Linked DNA regions of Sus scrofa: region 2 is linked to region 1. Evidence: chromatin contacts called from public HiChIP or PLAC-seq data. All regions are on one chromosome and are shown on one strand. Each heading gives the region's core, a stretch centred on a gene start, on an enhancer-like site or on the middle of the called end of the contact. The rest is flanking DNA. Distances are from core to core; before and after follow the strand shown.

Region 1 (6,879 bases), core at 2,796-5,295:
AGAAGTTAAGAGAGTAAATCCTAAGAGTTTAATCACAAGGAAAAATTTTGTTTTAACTTTGTATCTATGAGTTGATAGCTGTTCACTAAATTTTCTGTAATAATCATTTCATAATGTATTTAAGTCAAATCATTATCCTGTACACCTTAAACAGTGCTTTATGTCAATTATATATACATAAAACTGGAAGAAAAAAAGAAAAAAATGTCCATGAATTAAATACATTTTCCGTACCTACGCTTACAAACGTCTTTTAACTCCCAGAGTTAATCAGCCTTTGGGTACTAATGATATGCAGAAAATGACAAACTTTTGCTTTTTAAGCAAAACCACTATTTTTCATCAAATCTAAGATGCAACCTGCTACCAACAGATTCCAATTTACATCCTGATTCTATAAATAAGCAAAAATGAAAAAATACATGTGCCTCTTGGAAACGCTGACACATGTTAGAACAGCTGGTAAAATAGCTACTTTCTTGTTGAGGACAGTGAAATTCGAAAGTGTACTGGGTTCAGACGCTACTCATTGTTAACTCTGGAACTTAGATCTTCCGTTCCCTTATAGAACCATTTTGTTTCTCAGTTCACTGAATACATAGTTACTGAAAGTTTTTTCCTTTTGAAAGTACCAAAAAAATCCCACAACATCTCAGAGCTTTGGTGAACACACATGGAGAGCTGTCAGTCTAAAGTTCTTGAAATAAAAACAGCAAACAGAAGACACTGACTGCTAAGCACTTTTCAGTTACAACATGCATTTCTTGAAAACTAAGGAATGGCGCAACTTTTTTTTTTTTTTTTTTGGCTTTTTAGGGCCGCACCCTTGGCATATGGAGGTTCCCAGGCTAGGGGCTGAAACGGAGCTGCAGCTGCTGGCCTACACCTCATGGCAATGCCGGATCCTTATCCCACTGAGTGAGGCCAGGGATCGAACCTGCGTCCTCATGGATGCTGGTCAGATTCGTTTCCACTGAGCCATGTTGGGAACTCTAGTGCAACCTTATTAAAGAGTTGTTCTGGAAAATTCAGTCAAGAGGGTTATGGGGTCAACTCTTTTGACATAATTTGGTGACCAGACCTCTGGCTTCCTTTGTCTATCAGTGGTCTGAGGAGCATGTTAGGAAGCTGATAAAAATAGCTTCAGTTAAACTCCAGTCTCTCTCTTCCCTCAAGAAAAGCTTTCTTGCTTAGCAGTGTTACTGGAGAATTTGGGCTTGGTACTTAGAGCCTTCCTGTACTCACTGGAAAACTGGAGTCAGGGCCTCAGGCACCACCAGCCTCATGTCTAATGATCACATCAGACAGCAGGCTTCAACCGCTTTGTACAATTTCCTCTGTCTCCCCCTCTTTTCTGCAGTTTTTTTGTTGTTGTTTCGTTGTTATGGGTAGTGACAGTTTCTGGTTTCTTTCGTTTATCAACGGTTTCCTTTACCACAGCCTCTATTCCTCCCCTCCCACTGGAAGCCTGGCACGACTGGACGCTGGAAGAAAAACCACAACTGAATAGCCTGGCACTTACTTTAACAGTCATTTCCAACCACAGATTAATACTATTACTGGATTTGACTAACGGCTCTCAATCAGCCCAACTGTCATCACTTGAGAACATGTGAGCCAGTGGAAGCCAAAAAAGGGAAAATATAAGCAAATCCACATCATGCTTATAGTTTTACTGATTTCTCATCTTTGGAATCCAGAGGAACTATTCTGAATCTCCTCTTCTTGGTTCTCCTTCAGAATCAGTGTCCTGTATGGATCCAGAGATAAGGCAAACCCCAGCTCCAACTAGCTGGAGGCTTACGTCAGCTGGTGCGGTTGCCATGGACACCAGTGAGCATAAGGGGGCACCTGCTCTGTTGCCGTGGAGTGCGTGTGCATCCTGCACTGTCAGGCCTAGAAGCTGCACTGGCTGCTGGTGTTCACGTAGGTTAAGGACCCGGCATCAAGGTTCATACAAAGGGGTCCTGTAGGAGGCTCTGTGTTGACAGTGCTGGTGCTCCACGCTGGCCTGTCACAATCAGGGTCCAGGCTTTTCTTCTCATTTATTTTGACGCACCAGAGCTAGCACAGGTGGTAGGGTTTTCTGATAAAGACTAAAAGAGGGTGGTAAGGCGTATCATATGGGCTACGAGTGGCTCCACTAAAATCAGGTTCTATCCGAAATCAGAGCTTTCTGCATTAACAAAAACTGCATCATACAACAGGAAAGGCTTTGGAAAGCCGTTAGTGATCCCCATCTTTTGGTCCTGAAAGAATCTAACCTATCTGTGGAGAGAAGAGGATCTGAATCACTATTATTTTCTGATTTAACAATGGTTGGATCCCACTCTGAGTGTTGTGTACACATTAATCCCAGTCTTTTTCCCTAAAAATGTGTTGAAAGTCATGTGATGAATACATATGTCACTGGTGGGAAAATAAAATAGAAAAATCTTTCTGGAGGGCAATTTGGCTCCAGGTATCAAAGGTTTGAGGGTTTAGAATATTCTTTACCTCACCATTCCACTTCTAGGAATTAATCCTAATTCCTGGGAAAAGTGGTGGGAATGAGGGAAACCTTAATTACAAGAACACAGATAACGATCTCGCTTTTAAAAAGGCTTGTGAATTTCACTCACCAAATATTTACTACTTGCCTACCAATATTTAAATACAAATAAATAAGATCATGATTTTTTTATATGAGAAAAACAAGTTACAAAAAGCATGAGCTCATTTAATAAGAAAATCAAAAGATTATAACATACAGGCAAAACAATCAAGACACCTGTTAAGTAATTATTAATGGTCATCTCTTGGCTCCTGGTTGATGGTTTTCTTTCTTCTTCTTTCTCCTCACCTTGAAAAATAAGTATTTTATAGAGCTTTTTTGACATTATATAAATTTCTTGATCTGCATCAAAATATGTTCACTCAAAGTTTTAGCATCATTGATACTTTTCTAAATCTACCATTCTATCTATATTTATTAGTTGGCATTCTAAATTAAGAAAGAGCTTTCCCTTCTCTGCCATTTACTTGTCCACTTCTAAGTATGGACTCACGAACTTGTGTTTTATTTAATGGGTTTAATCCATTTCTATAATTATATATGTTGATGCTCAAATTATTTCAGAATTATCTAATGGTTCCCTTTAAGCTGAATCCTGTGCACTTCTGACATGTTACCATAATTTTTTTTAGCATCTTCTTACTTTCTGGTACAATAAGATGCTCTAGGCTTATCCTGTACGCTTTACTCATATTTTAAAAAAAGTTTTACAGTAAACTAACACGACTTTTGTTAAATGAAGAACACAATGCATACTATTTAAAAAAGAAATCTTATATTAAATGTAAGATTTTAAAAAAAAGTCTAGATTACTGACTTTCTATGGTTCAGAAACATTAAAAGCAATCGAGCTCCTCTTTGAATTCCAAGCGAGATGGAAAAGGGGAGCATCAGCCTCACAAATCTGTATGAAAGGCAATTACGTCCAGCAAGATCATTAAATGCTCAAGTCATTGCTTTTTTTCTTGGTCAAGTCCTGTCAACCTGCCACTAAATGAAAGGGAACAGTTAAAGTACATTCTGTTCAGTAAATGTCTCATAGCTGAATGTCGCCTCACTTCCCCCCTCAGATTAACTGCATAGAAAAATGAGGGGGACAAAATCATTTTCATCTGTGATTGAGTTTCTTCCTGCTGACTGTTTGGAGTTTCCCTATGAGTTGTTGTGAGCCACCTCTTCCTGTGGTTCCAAACAAGAATCTCTGACAGCTGATTACACCCTGGGGACTGCACTCTGGATTCTGTGAGGTACTAAGGACAATGACACAGGGGTCCCCAATTCCTGCCTGTCACAGTTAGTAGAGCCCTCACCTGGAGTGCCTGTCTGGCTTCTCTACTCTTGCTAGATGGGTTTGCTGAAACTCACTGTATGCTCAGCCTCTAACCAGACTCCTGGATCAGTTTTAGCCTTTGTGGTGACTGTGGTGGGGTGGAGGGGAAGAGACACCAGGAACCCTGCGACAATTAGTCACTACTTCAATATTGAGTCATGTGGCCATCCTGCCCAGTCGGCTGTGACCTAAGTTCATACTTTGTGCTCTTAGGCATGAGGCTTTGCCTAAACCTCAGCACTACAGGTCCTATGTTTTTTGACTCTGAGTTCTTCTTCTTCTTCTTCTTTTTTTTTTTTTGTCTTTTTAGGGCCACACCCGAGGCATTGGGAGGTTCCCAGGCTAGGAGTCTAATCTGAGCTGTAGCCGCTGGCCTATGCCACAGCCATAGCAATGCAGGATCCGAGCCGCGTTTGCAACCTACACCACAGCTCATGGCAACACTGGATCCTTAACTCACTGAGCCAGGCCAGGGATCAAACTTGTGTTCTTATGTATACCAGTCACATTCATTTGTGCTGAGCCACGACAGGAACTCCATTTTTGACCCTGAATTCTTCAAATGCCTAGGGTTACCTCTGACAAGAAGTCACCCCTTATCCTGTTCTAGAAAAATGATGCCCCAAGGCACTTTAACAGTATGAACAAAAATAACAGTGGCCAAGTTTTGCTAAGCATAGGCAGTGCGAAACAAAAACTCACTACTTTACATGTGCTGTTTTATTTAACCTCAGATTAACACTAGGTGAGAGGTCTATATTAATATCCTCATTTTACAGTTGAGGAAACTGAGGTCGAGAGATGGTTAATAATGAGTCACCATTAGCCAACTAAGAAGTGACAGAGATGAAACTAGATGCTCCAAAGCCAGAGCTTGCAACCACTTCACTAGACTGCAGCCTCAGAGATGGAACTGTTAGTGGATTGGAGACTCTGAACAAAAATTCCAGGTTTTTTTTTCTTTAAAGAAAAAGTAATGAATGGAAACCACTCTGGTAAGCTGGATGTTGAGACCAAGTGGTGTTGCTTATTTGAATCTAAGAGAGGGATGGAGGGATCCTAAGGAACCGTGAGTCCACTAAGAACACGAAACAAGTCTGCCACACGGGACTTCAAGTATTCCTTCATTCCTTCAGCATCTTGAGAATCTGGAAGGCTCTTCACTGCTGAGTGCAGGGAACATAGGAATGAGGGAACTGATGTGGTCCCTGATCTTGTAGGGCTTATAGTTCAGATACGGAGAAAGGAAAGCAATCTGTAAAGGGTGAGTATTATGAAGAAAATAAGATGCTCTGGTGAAGAACAGTGTGGTTAGGAAAGGCCTCTCTAAGGAGGTGACATTTAACCTAAAGGATGACACAGAAGAGGAAGAGCTGATGAGGTCTATTCATTTCTCTTTCATCTTTAGCAACAACTGGAATTTTCAAGTGCTTTTCAAGGGTTGTTGACAACTCGGGTTCTGTTAAGCAGGTCAACCACTGCCTTACAATCCCATATGCTTTATCACTAATGCCTTCTCCACCCAGTTCAAAACATCACAAATATGACACAAATGAGATTTGACTATCCAGTCTAGAACGATCCTCATTTTTTTCCCCCTCCATACAAAGAAGCACTTCAGAATCAGGGACAAGACGAATGCTCTTTGCATCTCGCAGAGTTCATCCAAGTGTACTAGTTGTTTCTCCCCCGTGGAACTGTCCTATCAGCTTTAGGAAAGATGATGAAAGAAAAGAAATGGGCCCAGAGGATCCAGAGAAAACAAGGCCACACTTGCTTTTCATGTGGGCCCTTAGTGGGGAAGAGTGGAAGGCAAAAGCAGGGAACTGGGTCCAAATTTTTTTCTATCAATGCTGTGGTCTGAGGCACTCAAAACCAGAAGGCTTTTAGGGCCAGCACCGGGGAGTTCTGACCTGCCTTCTTTGCATTTCTGGAAATGGCTATTTCATTATTATCTTACAAGCAGAAATTCAGCAGCGTTAGCTGAAGGCAACAGCATGAAGACTCAGGGTCTTCTTTTATTAGAATCCAACTGCGCTTTTCTCTGCAAGAAGGGACGCTCCCTGAGGATATGTGGGGTTGGAACTGGACGCCACACATAGCTAAGAAGGGGCATTTTGGATGTTTAGAGAATCATGATTATTTTTTCGGTGTGTGTGTACAAAGACTGTAATAAAATGGTCCCGTGCTTGCTTTCTTTTTCTTTTTCTTTCTTTTTTTTTTCTTTTTTTTTCCTTTTCTAGGGCCGCTCCCGTGGCATATGGAGGTTCCCAGGTTAGGGGTCGAATCGGAGCTATAGCCACTGGCCTACGCCAGAGCCACAGCAACGCGGGATCCGAGCCGCGTCTGCAACCTATGCCACAGCTCACGGCAATGCCGGATCCTTAACCCACTGAGCAAGGCAAGGGACTGAACCCGCAACCTCATGGTTCGTAGTCGGATTCGTTAATCACTGTGCCACGACGGGAACTCTGGTCCCGTGCTTTCTTTATGGAGCAATTTGATGTTCTGAGACCCTCTATTTCCTGGCTTCCAGAAACCTATTTTTCTCTCCATCATAATATTTCCTCTAAGTACAGAATAATTAACCCTCATGACTAATCTAGTCTCATAGGAAAAAGGCTTGTGAAACCTGTCTCTGGTGCCCATAATAAGTGTGCACAGAATAAGCACAGAAGGCCACGGTAAGTACTGTGTACAGAGTGAGAAGGCCCAAACTCCTTTCCCAAGGCCTAATCCACCCCGAGGCAGAGGGAGGAAAGCCAGTCCTCTAACTACTGGGGCAGCCATTTTCGAGGTTCCCTCTGTCACACAAAAATGATGCAGGACAGCTGCTCTCTGGCTCTCCTCCGTCTGCCAGGGGAACTCCACACCACCTGACCAAAGCTGTCACCACCTGAGGCTGCCACGTGGGCTCCAGATTGTGAGGGCATGGGGTCAGATAGGTGGCTTATGCTGTGCCACCGCAGTGCTGTGGATCCAGTGAGGCCAGTGG
Region 2 (6,879 bases), core at 3,194-5,693, 120 kb after region 1:
ACATGTACTTAGTAAAACAGCCTCTCTGGACTCAAATGCCACATTGTAGAGGTCAAAATGCTGCCTGGCTTTTCAAAGGCCATCCAACTGCATACATGTTGGGTTTGTGAGTTAGGGAACTATGAGCTGTATTTTTTAAAGGCAACCTAGCAAGCAGCTGGATATAACACATTTCCAGGCTTCACAGCCCTTCTTGATGCTTCTCTGGGCCTCTTATCAGAACAAGAAGAATAGAGATCTCTGTTATGGCTTTCCTGTGGCAAGTAAAAGACAAGGCGATGATTTTCCAGTCCATTTCCCCTGGCAACATGCTCATCAATCACCAGAGGCAAGGACTTTGTTATTTCGGCTGGAGGAAAGAAAGCTCAGTGGTTTCTGTCCAAGTGAAATGGGACGCTGAGTTGTTGCGTCCACCTTACATGTACTGCCTAGGGGTTCAGAGGGTTAAGCTGGAGCCCAGCAATTTCACCTACTGTACAGAAGACTCAGTCTGGAAAACGAGCCATGTTGAATATGTTTGGCGATGCCAGTTTTCTATATCCAACAAAGGGACCACCAAAGCTGCAGGTATTTATTTTTCTGTAAATGATGTATCTTCGACAGTTATTTACTATCATCCACCCTGGTCTGTTTTTGTCTTCATATGTTCCAAAGGCCACAACGGGAAGGACAACAGACTTTAAGAAAAGGTTAAAAAAAAATAATAAACATACATTCAAATTCCCTTTATTTGGCATCGCTTTCCCTCTTTAATTTCGAAGAAATGTAGATCGTCTTTGAGTGGATAGTTGAGTTCTTCATGCCATTATTAGGGCAAGTGCATGTTTACAAAAATTGATATTAGTATTTTCAGTCTCAAATTAAATAATTTACTTTAGGAAAAACTGGAAAGACATCGGCCATGCCTTTGTTAAACGAATTCTGCATTCACAGCATCTTATCTGTTTGTGGCCAAGCTCCTTGTACAGGCCAATCTAAGGTTTGAAAAGAAATGTTCCTTTTTTAGCAGGCACAGAATAATGCGTAGTCCTAAAAAAAAAAAATTGCCAAACTACATACTGTAATCGTTATGAACTCATTTTAACAGGAGGACTGAAAGTTGATTTCATGTAAAAAACACTGAAAACCTAGAGATCATTAAAGAACCCGCACCAGTGCCTGCTGCTGCAGTAAAAATAAGCTTGTAACTTTCTTCTATATGCAGACATTGATTTCAAAGTTTACTACCCGCCAGCAACTGCTTCCATTTACAATGGAGGGAAATTCCTCCACAGCCCACTGATAGTATTTAATGGTAAAATGCCAATAAGATTAAAGGAGATAATGCCAGTGGTGTCAATAAGTCTTATTAGAAAACCTATCACATTATTTTTTCCAGTCTTTCAACATTTCCCCTTTTATGCACATCACCAGCAACAATAAACATGTATGCACACTGATTATTTTGCAAAAATCTGTCTTAACTGTGCTGCCTAACAACAAAGGACATGATACTATGTTGCTAATTCTTATGTTGTGCTCCAGAAAAGTTTCAGATCTAAGAACTTCAACTTTTCTATAAGAGCATTCCCCACTAAAACACATGTTACAATGCCCCTTTGTCAGATTATAAAAATATTAGGTTGAACCATATGAAACTGCCATTTCTGTAGAGCAAAAGCAGTCAACTAATGACAACTTCATATGGTTCAATTTAGATCATAAATATAAATACATGACCCCTCAACCAAGATATACACTTGGTATTTTAGCATATTTCCTTCTGGTTTTCTACACATGTATTTGAAATACATTTCAAATTGGGACTGTATTATATACACAGCTTGAATATTATCTTTCTTTAGGCAATTCTTCAAATATGCGTTTTTTGAAAAATCATTCTGTTAAATGAATTTTCACAATTCATTTAATAATTTCCTACCACAGAACATTCTGATTTTAATGTGCATTTCCCTATTTGTGCAGTGGAATTCTCTCCCTACCTAGCTGCCAGCTATTCTGTGTATAAATATTTCTTTTTGAATTTGTTCGTGTTTCTTTATTCATATCTAAATTAGGTATTTTCTTTTTTTTATTGGTTTCTAAGGGCTTTTTATATGTTAAGGATATTAAACCTCTGTTGTATTTTTGACAAATATTTTATTCGCCTTTATTGTACTTGACAAATATTTTATTTGCCTTTATAATATTTTAAGTTAAATTTTTTTGCAGTCTAATCTCTGAATGGTTTCCTTTGAGATAACTCCGTTTTATCCTTAGAAAATTCTTCTCTACCTCCAGATCTGACATTTGATATATTATTCTATGCATTAAAAAATTAATAGTACCACCCCCTCATATACACATACCTTTTAAAACTATAAAGTGTTTAGACTTTATACAAAACCATGAAAGAGAGAACTTGCTCTGTATCCAAAGCTGAAATGCTGTCTTCAGCCTCCTAACCAGCACGAAATGTTGCTAAATCAGGCCTGTTTCTAGCAAAATTTACAAGCAAACTCAGCTGTCTCTTTTCTAAGGAAAATTTCCTGCTGTACAAAGGGTTACCTCTGAACAGTATCTCCATTATTTCACCCATGACTCCATTCCTAATTTTCTGTTTTCTGGCAGCTGCTCTCTAACTTACAAATAATGCATGCCTTTGTTTAGAGTTCCTTAAAAAAACTGTATATTCTAAATGTGGAAGAAAGCTCAATTTATTTTACTTTGAAACCTAAGAAATCAATAACATGAACCATATGTTAATTATGGATCTTGGTGATAAATAAAGTAAGAAGTCCTGTGAAACCGTGGTGGTGAAAGTGATGGAGTTGAAACAGAAAAGGAAAGAAGTCCTTTTTTCTTGGTGTGTGATGCTTTCATAAATCTCTCTGCTTGGGAAGACACCAAAATGCAGCTCTTTCCTTAATTCAGTCTAATGTAATTTATATTTCACTTTCTTCCCAGCTCCTAAGTGGTGTTTTTTTTTTTTTTTTTCTTTAATCAAGATCCTACAGCAATGACAAGATGCATATCCAAGGATGTTAGTACAGTGGCAACATTTAGAATAGATGATGTCAAAGACAAAACCTAACCAATATTTATGCCCTTGAATTTCATTTATTCGGATTCATGCAGTTTTGCACTAAAGATGTGAATCTAGCCATCTTTACTATCTGGTGGAAACACTAAAGGACTTCGGGTTTACAAGATAAATTGCTATGACTAGAGTAAGAATCATAACGGGGGAACAAGAGTTAGTAATGTGATGTTTCACATCTCTACACTGAGCATCAAGTACTTTTAAAAGAGATAATTTAGGGGGAGCTGTTACTGAGGGTAATTAAATCTCTCCTTTTTTCCTGGAACCCATTAAGTCAAATTTTTCTTTTTTTCTTTTTTGTCTTTTTGTCCTTTCTAGGGCTGCACCTGTGGCATATGGAGGTTCCCAGGCTAGGGGTCTAATCGGAGCTGTAGCCACCAGCCTACGCCAGAGCCACAGCAATGCAGGATCCCAACTGTGTCTGCAATCTACACCACAGCTCATGTTAACCCACTGAGCAAGGCCAGGGATCAGACCCACAACTTCATGGTTCCGAGTCGGATTTATTAACCACTGAGCCACTACTGGAACTCCTCAAATTTTTCTCTTTTTACCACCAATCTATGTCTTCCCTCTTTCTGTACCCAACCTCCTTGACCTGGAACACATTTTTATAGCGGGAAGGGGAGGAGAGAAGCAGGGCCCCCACCTGTGACTTTTACACCACCTTTGATTCAGCAAATACTTCAGTCTTCGGATATGAGGGATGGTGAATTTCTCAGTTCCAGATTTGAACATTTTGAGACATATTAGTGAAATTTAAAAGTTCATTAAGTGTTCCAGCATAATCACAGAATTAACATATTCATAGGACAACTTCAGTTAAGGATATGTGTTTCTGGATCAATTGGTACCTGATGGCTCAATGGAGACTTAAACTTTTAATGCTGCAGTTCCTAAACTTAATTCGGAGTGAAAGCTCCTACGCCCTATGGTCCCCAACTCCCTGCTATGTTCTATTTTAGCTTTCCAATCTAGAAGCGGTGTGACTATACTAGAGTAGAATGATAAATATTTCTTTGGTTTTGTCCAAGAAAGGAAAAATGAACAAGTATGGTCAGGGACAGCTGAGAGCAATGGTAAATACAAAAACCAACAAAGCTACTTGCTTATATTTGTTAAAGGCTTAGAACCACAAGTGGAAGAAATGCTAAGCACTCATACTTTCAGATACAGGTGCCTTAAAGTGACTACCTGAATGCTGTGTTTGGCCACAGCTGGAGTCTGTGCTAAAACTCTGGGTCTATGATCCACTTAAGTTTCATATGGTTTTGGTTCCTCATCAATAAAACAGGGTTAGGAATTCCGACCAGTTACACTTGCAAGTCTGGTAATAGTTTACTAATTGAGGATCACAGAGAACTGTGAGAACATTAAGTGAAACGAAACAAAAAGCATCTTTCAAAGGTCAAATAATGATGTGTCATGAACACTTTTTTTTTTTCCCCAAAGAGTCGCTTTCTGGGTGGCTTAGGAATTTCTAGTTAGAATTCTCATGTTCCTAAGAGTCTTTTCTTTAATTCATATTTATGAGTTCGCATTTTCCAATAGACCATCTTAAAGAATAAAAACATCGGTACTTTTACACAAGTATATACGGACAACTTCAGTTAAAATGCCACACCTGATTCACCTGGGCTTAGATGAGAGTCTTCTGAATGGCTGGGGCCACCTACGCACAGGCAAGTAAATATTCCAAAGTTCTGAGTCATCTCAGACATTTTGCCATTTCCAAGTAGGGTCATATGTCAAACTGTAGGAGAGTATTTCTCAAACAGTAGTCTCTATAAGCTTCATCAGAGGGGACTTACTGGAAACTCCCTTCCGAGCTCATGTTCAGGATTAGCATTAGGGCAAGGCTGTAGCGTTCAATGAGCATCCCAGGTGGTGACTATACAGCTGATTCACTGACCACACTTGGAGAAACACAGAGATTATATTTAACCTAATTTCATTAACCCTTTATTCAAAGGTGACTCATTTTTGCAAAATTTGCTTGGGTTTAGTCTACCTTCCAGGCATCACAATTAGGCTTCCAGTGTATGGGAGTAGCTAGAGTTGTTAAAGATTAGATTTATACTTGATCATTTCTAATATTCGAGGAATTCTCTTTTACTTCCTAGGACTTCAAGAGTCACAGTGACCGGGAGTTCCGGTCGTGGCTCAGTGGTTAACAAACTGACTAACATCCATGAGGATGCAGGTTCAATCCCTGACCGGTGTTGCCCTGAACTGTGGTGCAGGTTGCAGATGTGGCTTGGATCTGGCGTTACTGTGGCTGTGGTGTAGGCCAGAGGCTACAGCTCCGATTGGACCCCTAGCCTGGGACCTTCCATATGCCACAGGTGTGGACCTAAAAAGACAAAAAAAAAAAAAAAAAAAGAAAAAAGAGAGAGAGAGAGAGTCACAGTGTCTGAATGAAATAATGCCATTCATTTACGGCAACATGGATGGACTGAGAGATTATTATAAAAAGTGAAGTCAGACAACCATATGATATTACTTATATATGGAATCTTTTAAAAAGGACACAAATGAACTTATTTGCAGAACAGCAACAGGCTCACAGACTTCAAAAACTCACGGTTCCCAAGGGGACAGGTGGTGGGAGGGATGGACTGGGGGTCTGGGATTGGCATATGCACATTGAGTGTATGCAATGATTGGCCAATGGGAACTTGCTGTATAGCAAAGGGAACTCTACCCAATATTCCGTGATAATCTATGTGGGAAAAGACTCTGAAAAAGAATGTGTATATGTATAACTGAGTCACTTTGTTGTACAGCAGAAATTATCATCACAACATTGTAAATCAACTACACTTCAATAAACCTTTAAAAAAAGAGTGTCCAGATGCTTGGCATCAAGGCCCTGATTTAGATATACTAATCCAAATTATTCAGGTCAAACTCTCCTCACTTGATTTTCTACTGGAGTCAATCTTTCTGGAGACTTTTCCTCTTTGAGAGTGATGATGAGAACGAGGAAGAGGAGAATGAGAACAACTGCAACACTATTTCATTTGCTGGAGATATTTGAGTCTCATAACTACCTTTATGGAGTTTTTAAGGCTTCACTGCACAACAGTTTGTGAAAGCACTTATTCATTTAACAAATATTCAGTAGAACCAATAATGATTTTTAACTGCAATGAAGGGAGTGATTAATCCTTTCCACCTTGCTTAGGAATGAGGAAGGCAATACCATCTTAGATAAGTGACAGATACCTTCTCCAGATGCCTTTCACTAATTTATAATTTAGTGAGTGTAGGTCATTAGCAACGGCTCTAGAAGAAGGTTCTTTCTTACCTTCCAAACTCCACAATCACACGGGTACATTTTCTGGATAAGAATGATAAAAAATCCAAGTAGATAAATACAGGAGAGTATTTCCAATTAGATTTTTCAAACTAACTTAACTCTTTGAAACTGCCACTTCCCATGTAGAAGTGGGAAAGACTGTGCATACAATGGTGAATAGATAAACTCATCTCTGAATTTTAAAAGAGGTGTCACTACTGCATTATCTTTTAGTTATAAGCCCCCAAGAAAAGAAAAGTTTTAAAATTCACAGCATTTACCAATCTCTTCATTGGACTTGGTTTCACATCCTTAGTATAAAACACATTTAGTAGAATCCAACATTGAAAGAGAAGAATTTCTGGACTTTACTTAAGTCAGTATTATATTAAAGGAGAAAACACCTTATGCTTTTAGCGGAGGTTAGTTATTGGTTTTAGACTATATCTAAACCAAGCCAACCAAGTACATTCTTAGTTACAACATGGATAAAGCG

Evidence for each region. HiChIP or PLAC-seq counts read pairs in DNA pulled down with a chosen protein or histone mark.
Region 2: a contact with region 1 is called in an H3K27ac HiChIP or PLAC-seq map of alveolar macrophages. The contact joins two enhancer-like sites. A contact is called at or near these places in 1 of 47 Hi-C or Micro-C datasets (embryonic fibroblasts) and 2 of 2 datasets of contacts at active chromatin or transcription factors (alveolar macrophages and skeletal muscle).

What each region holds. Positions count from the first base shown.
Region 1 is chr9:72,557,231-72,564,109 of Sscrofa11.1, forward strand. All of the region lies in intron 5 of CDK6 (a long non-coding RNA gene), which reads right to left. Among named protein-coding and RNA genes, the nearest start is that of FAM133B, 57 kb to the left of the region's middle. Within about 2 kb of position 4,046, at least 27 of the 83 cell types and tissues checked have an H3K27ac peak or open chromatin away from gene starts, as enhancers often do. A contact at or near this core is called in alveolar macrophages, where this site is marked.
Region 2 is chr9:72,680,883-72,687,761 of Sscrofa11.1, forward strand. The region is part of intron 3 of CDK6 (a long non-coding RNA gene); the gene reads right to left. Among named protein-coding and RNA genes, the nearest start is that of CDK6, 81 kb to the right of the region's middle. Within about 2 kb of position 4,444, at least 13 of the 83 cell types and tissues checked have an H3K27ac peak or open chromatin away from gene starts, as enhancers often do. A contact at or near this core is called in alveolar macrophages, where this site is marked.